2 separate regions of the Sus scrofa genome follow, and region 2 is linked to region 1. Evidence: chromatin contacts called from public Hi-C data. All regions are on one chromosome and are shown on one strand. The core of a region is the stretch at or near the end of the contact, and the rest is flanking DNA. Distances in the headings are between cores, read along the strand shown.

Region 1 (5,744 bases), core at 2,026-4,525:
AGGGGCTGATGCCTGCCCACTGGTAGGTGGAGCTGATTCTAATCCCGCTGGTGGGTGGGGCTTAGTCTCTGGATGGGATTAGAGGCAGCTGTGTGCCTGAAGCGTCTTTAGGTAGCCTGTTTACTGAGGGGCGGGGCTGTGATCCTACCTGGATTGTTGTTTGCCCTGGGGCTTCTCAGGCTGACTGACAGGTAGAGCCAGATTTTCCCAAAATGGCCACCTCCAGAGAAAGGCAGCTGCTGAATATTCCTGAGAATTTTGCCTTCAATGTCCCTCCCTCACAACAAGCCACGTTCACCCCTGTTTTCCCAGGATGTCCTCCAAGAACTGCAGTCAGGTTTGACCTCGGCTCCTGTGGAGACCTCACTCTGCCCTGGGACCCAGTGCACGTGAAAGTCCGTGTGCACCTTTTAAGAATGGGGTCTCCGTTTCCCCCAGTCCTGTGGAGCTACTGTGCACAAGCCCCACTGGCCTTCAATGCCAGATGCTCAGGGGCTCTTTCTCCCAGTGCCAGATCCCCACATGTGAGGGTTTGATGTGGGGCTCGAACTCTCACTCCTGTAGGTGAGTCTCTGTGAACCAGTTAGTTTTCAGTCTGTGGAGCTTCCCACCCAGGAGGTATGGGGTTGTTTATATCACGAAATCACCCCTCCTACCTCTTGATGTGGCCTTCTCTTTTTCTTCTGGATTAGGGTATCTTCTTTAAGGTTTCTGGTCCATTTGGGTGGAGATTGCTCAGCTTTTAGTTGTGAATTTTGTTGTTTTTAGGAGAGAAGTTGAGCTCCAGCCCTTCTATTCCTCCATCTTAATCCTCCGGCATCCTGTATTTTTAAATTAAACATTCAAATGAGGTCAGAATATGTGTGTGTGTGTGTGTGTGTGTGTTAAAAATAACATTTTAATGGGAAGTTTCAGGGGCAAAGACTGTGCATCTGATGTCACCCAGTATCCGGAAGGCAAATAAATGCAGTTGGGGCAGGGACAGCAATGTTGTCATCTTCTTTGTGAGCTCAGCTCTTGAACCCAGTATGGTAAATTAGCACATTAGATAATAGAGATGTGATGCTTCTATTATTTACTTTTACTGGTATGTAACATTATCTTAGTTTCAGGTGTACAACATAATGTTTCCATATTTGTGTATATTGTGACTTGATCACATTAATATCCAACAACACACATAGTTACAAATACTTTTTTTTTCTTGTGAGTAAATTTTTCTTAGCAACGTTCAGAAGTACAATATAGTATTATTACCTATGGTCATTGTGCTGTACATTACATTACCAGGACTTACCATTCAATTTTTTTTTTTTTTTTTTTTTTGTCTTTTTGCCTTTTCTAGGGCCGCTCCCATGGCATATGGAGGTTCCCAGGCTAGGGGTCCAATCGGAGCTGTAGCCGCCAGCCTACGCCAGAGCCACAGCAATGCAGGATCTGAGCCGCGTCTGCGACCTACACCACAGCTCACGGCAATGATGGATCCTTAACCCACTGAGCAAGGCCAGGGATCAAACCTACAACCTCATTGTTCCTAGTCAGATTCGTTAACCACTGTGCCACGAAGGGAACTCCATTCAATTTTTTTAATGAGGACCTAGAGTTATTTATTCCAAAGGAGCAGCCAAAAAAAATAGAAAGACCTTGATCCCATTCTGATCATTTAATGCTTGCTCTGAAAACCTTGGGAAATAGCTGGTTTACTCCATTCCTTACCTAATTTTTCAGGAAAATAGGCATTGTGAGTGTAAGTATATAAGAATCCTATCAATGGCCATAAAGTAGGAGCAAATCTTTCACAAACCGCATGAAAACATAAGCATAACCATAATTATGCTTATTCACCCAATAAGTGTTTGTTCAGTGAGTGCCCAGTTTGTGTGAAGTAAGTTCTCAGCTCTGGATATACAGCAAGAGATAAAACAGACACAAACTTTGTCCTCTCAGAGTTTAGATTCTGATAGAGAAAGACAGACAGGATCAATTAAGCAAATAACTGTGTGTTATGTCAGCTGGTGATAGGAAATGGTGAGGAGAAAAGTAAGTCGGGGACCAGTGGGGGACCCTAAAAATGAAGGTTTTTCCATTTGGGCAGAGACTTGGGTGGAATGTGTCCAGGCCATGGGAACATCCAGGAAAAAAAAACTTTCTGGACGAAGGAAACAAGGAACAGAGGCAAAGAATTCCCACCCATCCACTCACTCGTCCAGGTAGGAGTGTGCAAACATAGCTGAGTAACAGAGAAGTAGTATGATTAAAGAAGAGTGAGCAATGCAGGAGAGCTGGGGGCAGTAAGAAGAAATGAAATGGAAACCAGGAAAAAGATTATGAAGATATTGAAAAGATTTACTTTGTAAAAATCTGCTGTCCTAATGAGATGAGCAGCCATAGGAAGGTTTTAAAAGAGTGACTGGATTCTAGAGCAAACCTTAGGAGAGAGTTGCAGACGGAGTATGAAATGATGGTGGTGATGGTGACTTGGACCAGAATTACAGGAAACACCTCCAGAAGACCTGAAGTTTCCTCCATCTCCATGAAATAGTCTTCATAAGAACCAAAGAGCTGTGAAGGGCTAATCAGAAACTGTGGTAGATATTTTGGAATCCGGGGCCATCTGTACGAAATCCCAGCCAAACGAGTTTCCCACTGCCCCACCCAAAGTCAATGACCCCACACAAGACTGGGAAAGTGGGCAAACGGCTTGGTTCCAAATTCCTTGTGTAGGAAGATTAATATTACATGAGTCAATGAATCTTCACTTCTCAAATTTGCCACAAATGAAAGAACTTCCTCTGCCCCCTCAGAACATCTGGATGCTGCCTGGTGGGCCTCAAATCCAAGTGGAAACATCTGGGTACCGGCCAAGAGGTAGAACTGGGTGGCATCTAAATATGATTTTGCAAAGTTGCTTGAGTAAAAGCATTTACCCTGGTAATGTTTAAAAATTTACCCTGGTATTACATAAATTTACAGTATATTTAGATGTTCTTGTTTATTTTTTTCTGACTCCTTCACTCATGCTGACTGCTCACATCATGGGAAAGAGTCCTGGCTTGATAATGCAGAAATGTAGCTGTGTGACCAAGCAGACTTTTCTCAGTTGATCTACTAACTACTGAACATGTAGCTTTTTTTGTTCTTTCCGCCTCAAGTAGTTAGGTCCCCCTCTGCAACTCTGAAAATCTGGAATTCATGGGTAATTTTGGCCCTGGCCAATCTGAACTCCCACTCTGCATGCTTTTTGTATGACTGTCTTTCACTGAGGAGGTTCAAGCGAAAAATAGAAGCAGTGTGTGTGAGAGGGAGAAATGTGTGCATTAGTCATTGTATTCAGTGCGTACTACATTGTCATCACTGTCAAACATAATAAAAGTGTAGCTAAAACACTTAACCACATATTGATCTGCTTCTCCATCTCCTGTAGGGAACTTAGAGTAACAGAGCCCCCTCCTTATCCCCCTTCCCACTCCGAGCTTTAATGCAGAGGAGAGTGAGCTTCCTGTAACTGTTTGTTTTGGAAACAGCTGGGGAAGCATCTGACCTCAAACTTCCCCATTGTTCAGCTATTGCCATATAATCCCTAGTATGAATCAAAATATGTTATAGTAAATGTTAAGCTGAACTTCAGTGGAGGCTGGTTTGTGATTAGAGGAGGAGGAGGAGGAGGATGAAAGTTACGACTTTTGATAATCAGTACTCTTTTTTTCAAACCATATACTTTCAGGTTTACTGCTAGCAGTTGCAATGAGAACCACCATATATTAAATGCTGACTCCATTACAAAGAACTATACTAAGGGTTTTATATGTGTATGTATATATATATATACATATATATATATACACACACACATATATACATATACACACACACACACATATATCTGTTTAAATTCCTGTCACATACCTCTGAGGTACATGGTATTACATGTATTTTACAGATAAGGAAGCAACAGCATAGATGAGAAAGAAAGAGAGGGAGACTTGCTTCTAGTCACTCAAAGGGAAACAGACAGGGCCAGGGTGTGAATCCATGGCTGACTGATTCTGAAACCTATGTATTCAACCACTTTGCTAGGTGGCAAGTTCATATATAGAATTGGGAAGACAGCTTCCTGCTGTGCAAATGTGTATGCTAGACAGCAGAGCTGGAGAACCTGCACCCGACCCCTAAATCAAATGCAGAGACTAGAATTCAAACTCTCAAGCTCTCTAGCATCTCCCAAGATGCCACCTGCATGAGACACACCTGAATGAGAAGTTAGTTAAGGCTCTTTGGGGAGCTTTCAATATTCTTGAAATGGATAACAACATACGCCTCAAGATTAGGGTTGCAGAGTTGAGTTCCTGAGGTTGAGCTGGCATCCATCAGTGTGGGCAGTAGCTGTGGCTGCAAAAAAAATTCTGAGAGTTTTCTGCTTATCCAGAAGCAATGACAACTGTCTTCTCATGCTTCAGTTTTGTGGCCTGAGGTGGGATATATTTCCGGAAACAGCCTCAACTCTGTTTCTCTGCACCACCCGCCACCTCTACCCAATGATTCTGTGAGCTACTAATTTCCTTCATTAAATCCATTTTCTGCTTAAACTAGCAAGAGTGGATTCTGTTGTTTGCAACTTTAACCCTGAACAAAGAGGAAAGATAGAGCGAATTCACATACTTCTCCTCTCTTTACCCCTGTTTCTCTGGTGAACTGTCATTTGATGCCAAGACCACAACCACCACCATTACCACTCCCATCCCCATAGGAACTGCCTAACTCCCTACAGAAGGGGCAAGGTTCCCTGTGGCAAATACACCTAATATCTACCAGAATGGCTTGGGATCAGAAGGCAGAAGTTTGCAGTTCTGAAGAGCTTCTCTATTTGGACCAAAAAAAGGAAAGAAAGCTTCAACTTTCCCAATGGAAGCCCCATCCACAATGAATATGGATATGTTCTATTATCAGTAGATTTGAAAACATGGTTCTTTGCAGTAAGTCCCAAATCCCTGGGAGTGAAAAATGGCAAAATTATACACAAGGGCTTTCCACTTCCCTAGAACTGTGTTTATTTCTCTGTGCTGATAACACACTTTTACATAAATTCAGGCTCCACTTCATTTCATTAAAGCAAAATCTGTTCAACACCGTCCATAGCTAAATAAAAGTTTTCCACCAAAATATGACTTGTCCAAGAGCAGGGGATGATGGCCAGAGATGAAGAGGTGAAGTGTATGGTGACCTTGACCAGGCCCAAGTAGAAAGCTGAGAGACTACAACCATAGGTAATGCAAAGAGGTACAGACAGGTAGCCTGGGATATCAGGTTCAAAGGAAGCATCAGGCAAACTGTGGTCCAGGCAGAAAGGTGATGAACCAGGAAGGGCTTGAGTCCATTATAGGTAAGTGGGTAGGAGGCGGCAATCCAGATGATGGGTCCTTTTCCTCCCAACCTAAATTAGTTATATTGAACACTGTCAAACATACCTTCAAAGCAGCAATGCAAATTTATTCAGGCATAAAGCAACATAAAGCTAAACATCTTAGAAATCTATAAGGTCTCCTTTTGGCCATCAAAGTACCACTTAATAGTGTATTACTCCAGAACATATAATACTCTTGTGAAAGTATTATATAACAATCTTTTGTTCTTCCTAGCTTGTGTTTGTGAAAAATACAGACTGGATACTTGACAAACTAGAGTATCTAAATCCCCTTGGGTTAGTTGCAAATCACAGTGAGTATGTTAAGCTCCAACATTCCCAC
Region 2 (5,744 bases), core at 1,235-3,734, 270 kb before region 1:
AGTGGGGGAAAAGCAGAAGGAAACCAATCAACAAACAAACTAAAAGACTTACAATCCAGTTATCAGAACGCATGTGAATGAAAAGCTTTGCTAATGAATATGTTTAAAGCTTTGAAAACTGTAGCCTATTTCAGCTTGGATTGTGATGTAACTGGTGCATAGAAGCTGGAGAGAAATCCGCTTCTCCTGACATGGCTACTCTTATGCTAAAGAAGGGAACTCACATTTTCACTAAAGGAGAAAAAAATCTGAACTTGGGAGTCTACACATGGGTAAATATGAGCTGTCTCATTAGAAAGATACTTCTCAATTAGTTTTCTTTTCATCCCTCTTGCTTTTGGCTCTCAGCTCTCTTATGCACACCCCCACACACAGAGCCCTGCACTAGCCAAGGGTCAGAAAGGTTCCTGCCGATTTCTCTCCATAGAAGTCCTGACAATGTGGCATGTGCAGTGTCGACAATGACATGCCACTCAAAATCCCTCCCTTCAGATTGTCCCTCCCTTTAAAGGAGACAGCCAATGTGAAAGAAACACTTTTTCCCCCCCGGGGACATCTGACTTGCTTTTATTAACCCAGATACAAAGTGCCACTCAGAGGCCTCGGACAGTCGAATTCTTTATTCCCTTAACTAGCAATTCATTTGACCCTCAAGAACAGTATTAAAGCTCCGTCTTTTTTTATGTATTTCTTATTTATTTTATGCTCCCAGTGCTCCATGAAGCATGCTTATAAAAACATTGTCATGTACCGTAAAGTCTTCATATTAAAAGGACATTTTAAATGGTTTCATCTTAACATGCTTCTGTCACTCAAATTGGAAAACTTTATGCTAGTTCCTTTCCAAGCTGTTAAAGATTAGCTTGATGTAGATAAGGCTATTCCCCAAACTCATTATCTGTCTTCCAAATGCACCTTAAGGACTCCTTAATAAAGTCAAGGTTATGTGAAGAGTATTTTACTGAAAATCGGTGAATGACTATTAACAAATCTGCATTACAGAGGAGTTATTTTGTCTCTGCCTCTCATCTTTACCATGAATGATCCTTCTTTTGTAGTAAGTTTTTAAACAATGAGGCTATTTCTTAGCTTTACATCACCAGCAAATCAGTAACAACTGATCAGAGGCAGCTAGAAAATATCTCCACCAGTTTATAACAGATGTAGGCCATATATTCTATTACATACGTTGCACAAATATCTGTGACCGCAACATCACCCCAAAATTAAAACTTCTCCCCACCCTTACCTCTTCCTTCCTAGTGTTAGCACATAAAATGCACACTCACACACCCCTTTCTTAAATAAAAACATGAATAGTTACCATCTGACCATTATGTTCATTATGTTTTTAGTGCTGGTAGAAGAAAAATTCTGGTCCATACGATTAATGTAACAGGTATCTGTCTGGCTCCTTCAGATCTAAAAGTACAATGGGGTTGCAAACTCAATAGTTTTCTTGTCATCCCTTCCCTCTAAGTAATGGGAACTCTGCCTAGTGTTGTTTCTAGTATTTCATCTTCACTAAATCTGTACCTTTCCTACCCACACACGGCCAAGAGCACATGCTGCTGACCTAAGAATCACCTCTTTATTTTAGAGTCAAGGTTTCTGTCTTCCCTACCTTCTCCTGCTTCCTTCACCAGACTCAAGATCCCAGCATTATGTGAAATACGGCTTTCGAACTTCTGAGAAGCCATCAGGAGGGTCTTCATCAGGTAAGATTCTTTTTCCTAGAGGAATTTTTACAAATTGGCTCTTACAACCGACAAAAACGGTAAGCAAATCTTTTAAGGCTTGCTGAATAATAGAGAAGTGTTTTTGTCAGTTGCTCCTTTCTGACAAACCTGAGCCATGCTCACATCTTTTCGTGGAAAAATTTTTACCAGGGATTTTCCAAGCACTGGCTTTTCAGGAGTGGTTTTCTCCCTTTCTGATGTAAGTCAGATTAAAATACAGTGTATGTGAAGCATCTATATTTATTGATAATGTTGGTTCAGACCAAAATCACCATCTGCAGACATGTAATCATAGTAATTGTGGTGCAGGAGGCCAATGAGATAATAGAACATTTAGAGGGCACTTCATCTTGACCCCCGGAAATTATATTGGACCCATCACCATGTTGCTAAAACTGCACTTTTACCTACTCGAATATGAGTAAATGGAGTTTGTGTTCCCTGGGCCACACCTCTTCCATAGAGAGACTCATCCATTGTTTAGTGCTCTCCTGGTTGCCTGTGCTCCATTCCCAAACTTCTCTAGAGGCCACAATCAGCAACTTTCCTAATGGGAGAAGACGAATCTGGCTGCATATGACAAGGAAAAAGGACAAACGAAAGATTTCTTAAAGTTTTCCCATTCCTTTCCCCGCAATACATTCTGGGATGTTTTGATTCTGTGGTTTTCCCAAAGGAGGCCAGCCCTGCCTTCTGTCTGCCTTCTCTCCTCTTTTCCATCCTGTGTGATTCATAGCTGATGAAGTGAGGGTGGGGAGGCAGAGCCAAGGAGGCCTACGGTGTGAGCAGCACCGCAGTGGTGTCCCTGGCTCTCGTCAATGGCAGTCTCTGCGGCAGGGGTCTTCCAGGGGTGTGGATCAGTACTGCTACTCCAGATGGTCTCCACACAACTGATCCCAGTGCCTGTGGAGGATCTGTCCTAATGGAGAAATTAATAACTCGTGAGGAAAAAGGAAATAGATTTAAGGGACAGAGGTTGCAAATGAACCTATAACCGAAAGCCTTTAAAATATTTTTATGTCCTGTAAAAGAGAATCATAAAAGCAGCACATGAAATAAAGAAAATACCAATGACATTTTATACATTTTAAAATTAGTGATAATGAGTACTGTATATTTTAACTTCCATTTGCCAACTTTTACTTGCTATAAATTTTCGCTATCTTCCTCTGGCTCCTGCATCACTGAGATATGTGGAGATTAACAAGAAAAATATATGCCAAAATGTACTTAAAAACAAAAGCAACTCAAATAGTATGTGTATGATCAATGCTTTCTTGAATTTATGACTCAGGTTTGTTGATTTCTAACTTGAGTCCCAGTAAGGTCCTGAGAGCAACCCTAAACATAAGTTTTTCTTCTTCTGGGTTTCAATTCTTTCCCCATGATTCATTTTTGAACCATCCAACAAGAGGCAGGAAAGTACAATGGTCAAGCTAACACACATTTTAGACCTAGAACTGAATTAAAACCATAGATTCATCATTTGCTAGCCTTTTTTATTTCTATAAAAGTGAATAATAAAAGTAATAAATAAAGGAAAAATGACATATTTTATGCTACTGTTTAACCATGTATGACTCTGTTTTCTGATCCATAAAATTGGACAGTATTACTAACTTCAAAAATTTTGAAATTAAGTTATATTAAAGTATTTAACAAATATCTGTCCCCTCTCACCCATCATAGCCAACAACTAAGGACTTATCTTGCCTAAATATACATATTTGCAAACATATGTACACACATAGCATATATATATGTATGTAGATATAAATACACACAGGCACTATTATATATAACAGTTGCGTGTGTCTACCTATCTATCTATATATGTATCTATATATCTATCTAGTTATGTGTGTGTGTTATATACAGTTAGACCAAAATCCTAGATGTTGCATAAATATATGACTGATTAATGTCACACTTGCTGTATCTTAAGACGGATGGTTTTGGGGACTCCTGTGGCTTCAAGTACCTCCCAGGTACTTGGCATTGGAAAGTTTAAATTACTCTATGACCCGAGCTGTACAAAGCACAACTCACAGCAGTTTTCCTAATAAGCTATTTGGTATCTCCCTTTGATTAAGACATGGTTATTTGTCACAATAAATAAATTATATATATATATATATAAATTCAAAACTCTTGTTTTTTTTTTTACTTTAACCACTCTAGTGAGTATAAAATATCTCATTGTGTTTAAATTTAAGCATGTCTGATGATTATATATACTGAGTATCTTATCATGTATTTATTAGTCATTTACATATCCTCTTTGGTGAAGTGTTTCTGAAAATCCTTTGTCCATTTTCAGTTGGGTTCTTTGTCTCTTTACAGTTGACTTGCAGGAGTTTTATAAAAGTTCTTAAGATAAATTAATGTCAGGTATGCAGTGTATCATATATTTCCAGTCCATAATGGTGCCTTTTGAGGAGCCAAAAATAATTAATTTTGAAAAATTCTATGTTTATTAATTTCATGGTTGATATTTTGTGTATCTAAGAAATCCTTTTTTTTTAATCCCAAGTTTGCGAAATTATTTTATATTTCCTTCTAGCAGCTTTATGATTTTAAGCTCACATTCTGGTCTTAGCTCAAGTTGGTTTTTGTGTATGGAAAAGGGGATTGAAATTAACATTTTTTTCCTGTGGGTATCAAGATGCTCTAGGAATATTGGTTTTAAAGATACACTCTTCCCTCATTGAAATTGTTCAAAAATTCCCTGTCTGTATATATTTAAATCTAATTATGTGTAGCTCATTCAGTTTCAGTTATCTACATGTCCATTCTTAAGACAAAACTACAATACCTTTATTATTACAGCTTTACAAATATTTAAATCAGGTAGTATAATTCCTCCAGCTTTATCTTCTTTTTTTTTATTTTTTCTTTTTAGTGCCACTATTGCAGCATATGGAAGTTCCCAGCTAAGGGTCAAATTGGAGCCACAGGAATGCCAGATCCCCACTGTATCTGTGACCTACACCACACCTTGTAGTGACGCTGGATCCTTAACCCTCTGAGTGAGGCCAGGGATTGAACCTGTATCTTCAAAAATACTAGTCTGGTTCTTAACCCACTGAGCCACAATGGGAACTGGGAGTTCACAGTTTTATTTCTTTAACAAAATTGTTTTGGCTACCTAGGTCCTTTGAATATACATCTACATTTGTGATTTATCTTATCAATGTATACAAATTAACATCCCCAGACTTTGACTTGGGATCATGTTGAATCTATAGATCGTTATGTGGACAATTAATACCAACTTTATTAATCTTCTTAAAAAACAAATATTCAACCTTGTTAATTTTATATGTAATTTGTCTTCTATATTACCAATTTCTTATTTTGATTATTTTTCTTTTACTTTGAGGTTAATTTGCTTTTATTTTTTTTAAGTTTTTTAATAAGAAAGTTGAAATTATTGATTTTACATCTTCTTTAATTTGTAATATAAACATTTAAAGTTATAAATTTTTCTGTAAGCAATACTTTCACTGCATCCAACGAATTTAATATATTGTGTTTTGTTATTATTCATCCAAAATATTTTCTAATTTTCACTTGTGATTTATTTTTGGATTCATGGTTTGTGTAGAGGTATGCTAATACATTTCCAAATTTTTAGGAATTCTAAAGAAGTCCCTAATAATGGTATGTTACTACTATTACTTTCTAATTAAAGCCACTGTGGTCAGATAATATAAATTGATTGGTTTCAAGTTTTTAATATTATTAAACATGTTTTAGTATATTTCTAATCTGCTTAATAAATGTTCCATGTATTTTTATTAGATAGTATCTAATAAGTGTCAATTAGATTAAGTTAGATAATAATGCTTTTCAGGAGTTCCCGTCGTGGCGCAGTGGTTAATGAATCCGACTAGGAACCATGAGGTTGCAGGTTCGATCCCTGGCCTTGCTCAGTGGGTTAAGGATCCGGTGTTGCCGTAAGCTGTGGTGTAGGTTGCAGACGTGGCTCGGATCCCGCGTTGC

Evidence for each region. A called contact is a pair of places that touch in the nucleus more often than the background predicts.
Region 2: a Hi-C map of embryonic fibroblasts shows a contact between it and region 1, with 2.4 times the contacts expected there. The contact joins two enhancer-like sites. A contact is called at or near these places in 2 of 47 Hi-C or Micro-C datasets (embryonic fibroblasts and liver).

The regions. Positions count from the first base shown.
Region 1 is chr7:83,357,997-83,363,740 of Sscrofa11.1, reverse strand. No RefSeq gene overlaps it. Among named protein-coding and RNA genes, the nearest start is that of NR2F2, 270 kb to the right of the region's middle. Within about 2 kb of position 3,275, at least 12 of the 83 cell types and tissues checked have an H3K27ac peak or open chromatin away from gene starts, as enhancers often do. A contact at or near this core is called in embryonic fibroblasts, where this site is marked.
Region 2 is chr7:83,631,106-83,636,849 of Sscrofa11.1, reverse strand. No RefSeq gene overlaps it. Among named protein-coding and RNA genes, the nearest start is that of NR2F2, 540 kb to the right of the region's middle. Within about 2 kb of position 2,484, at least 3 of the 83 cell types and tissues checked have an H3K27ac peak or open chromatin away from gene starts, as enhancers often do. A contact at or near this core is called in embryonic fibroblasts, where this site is marked.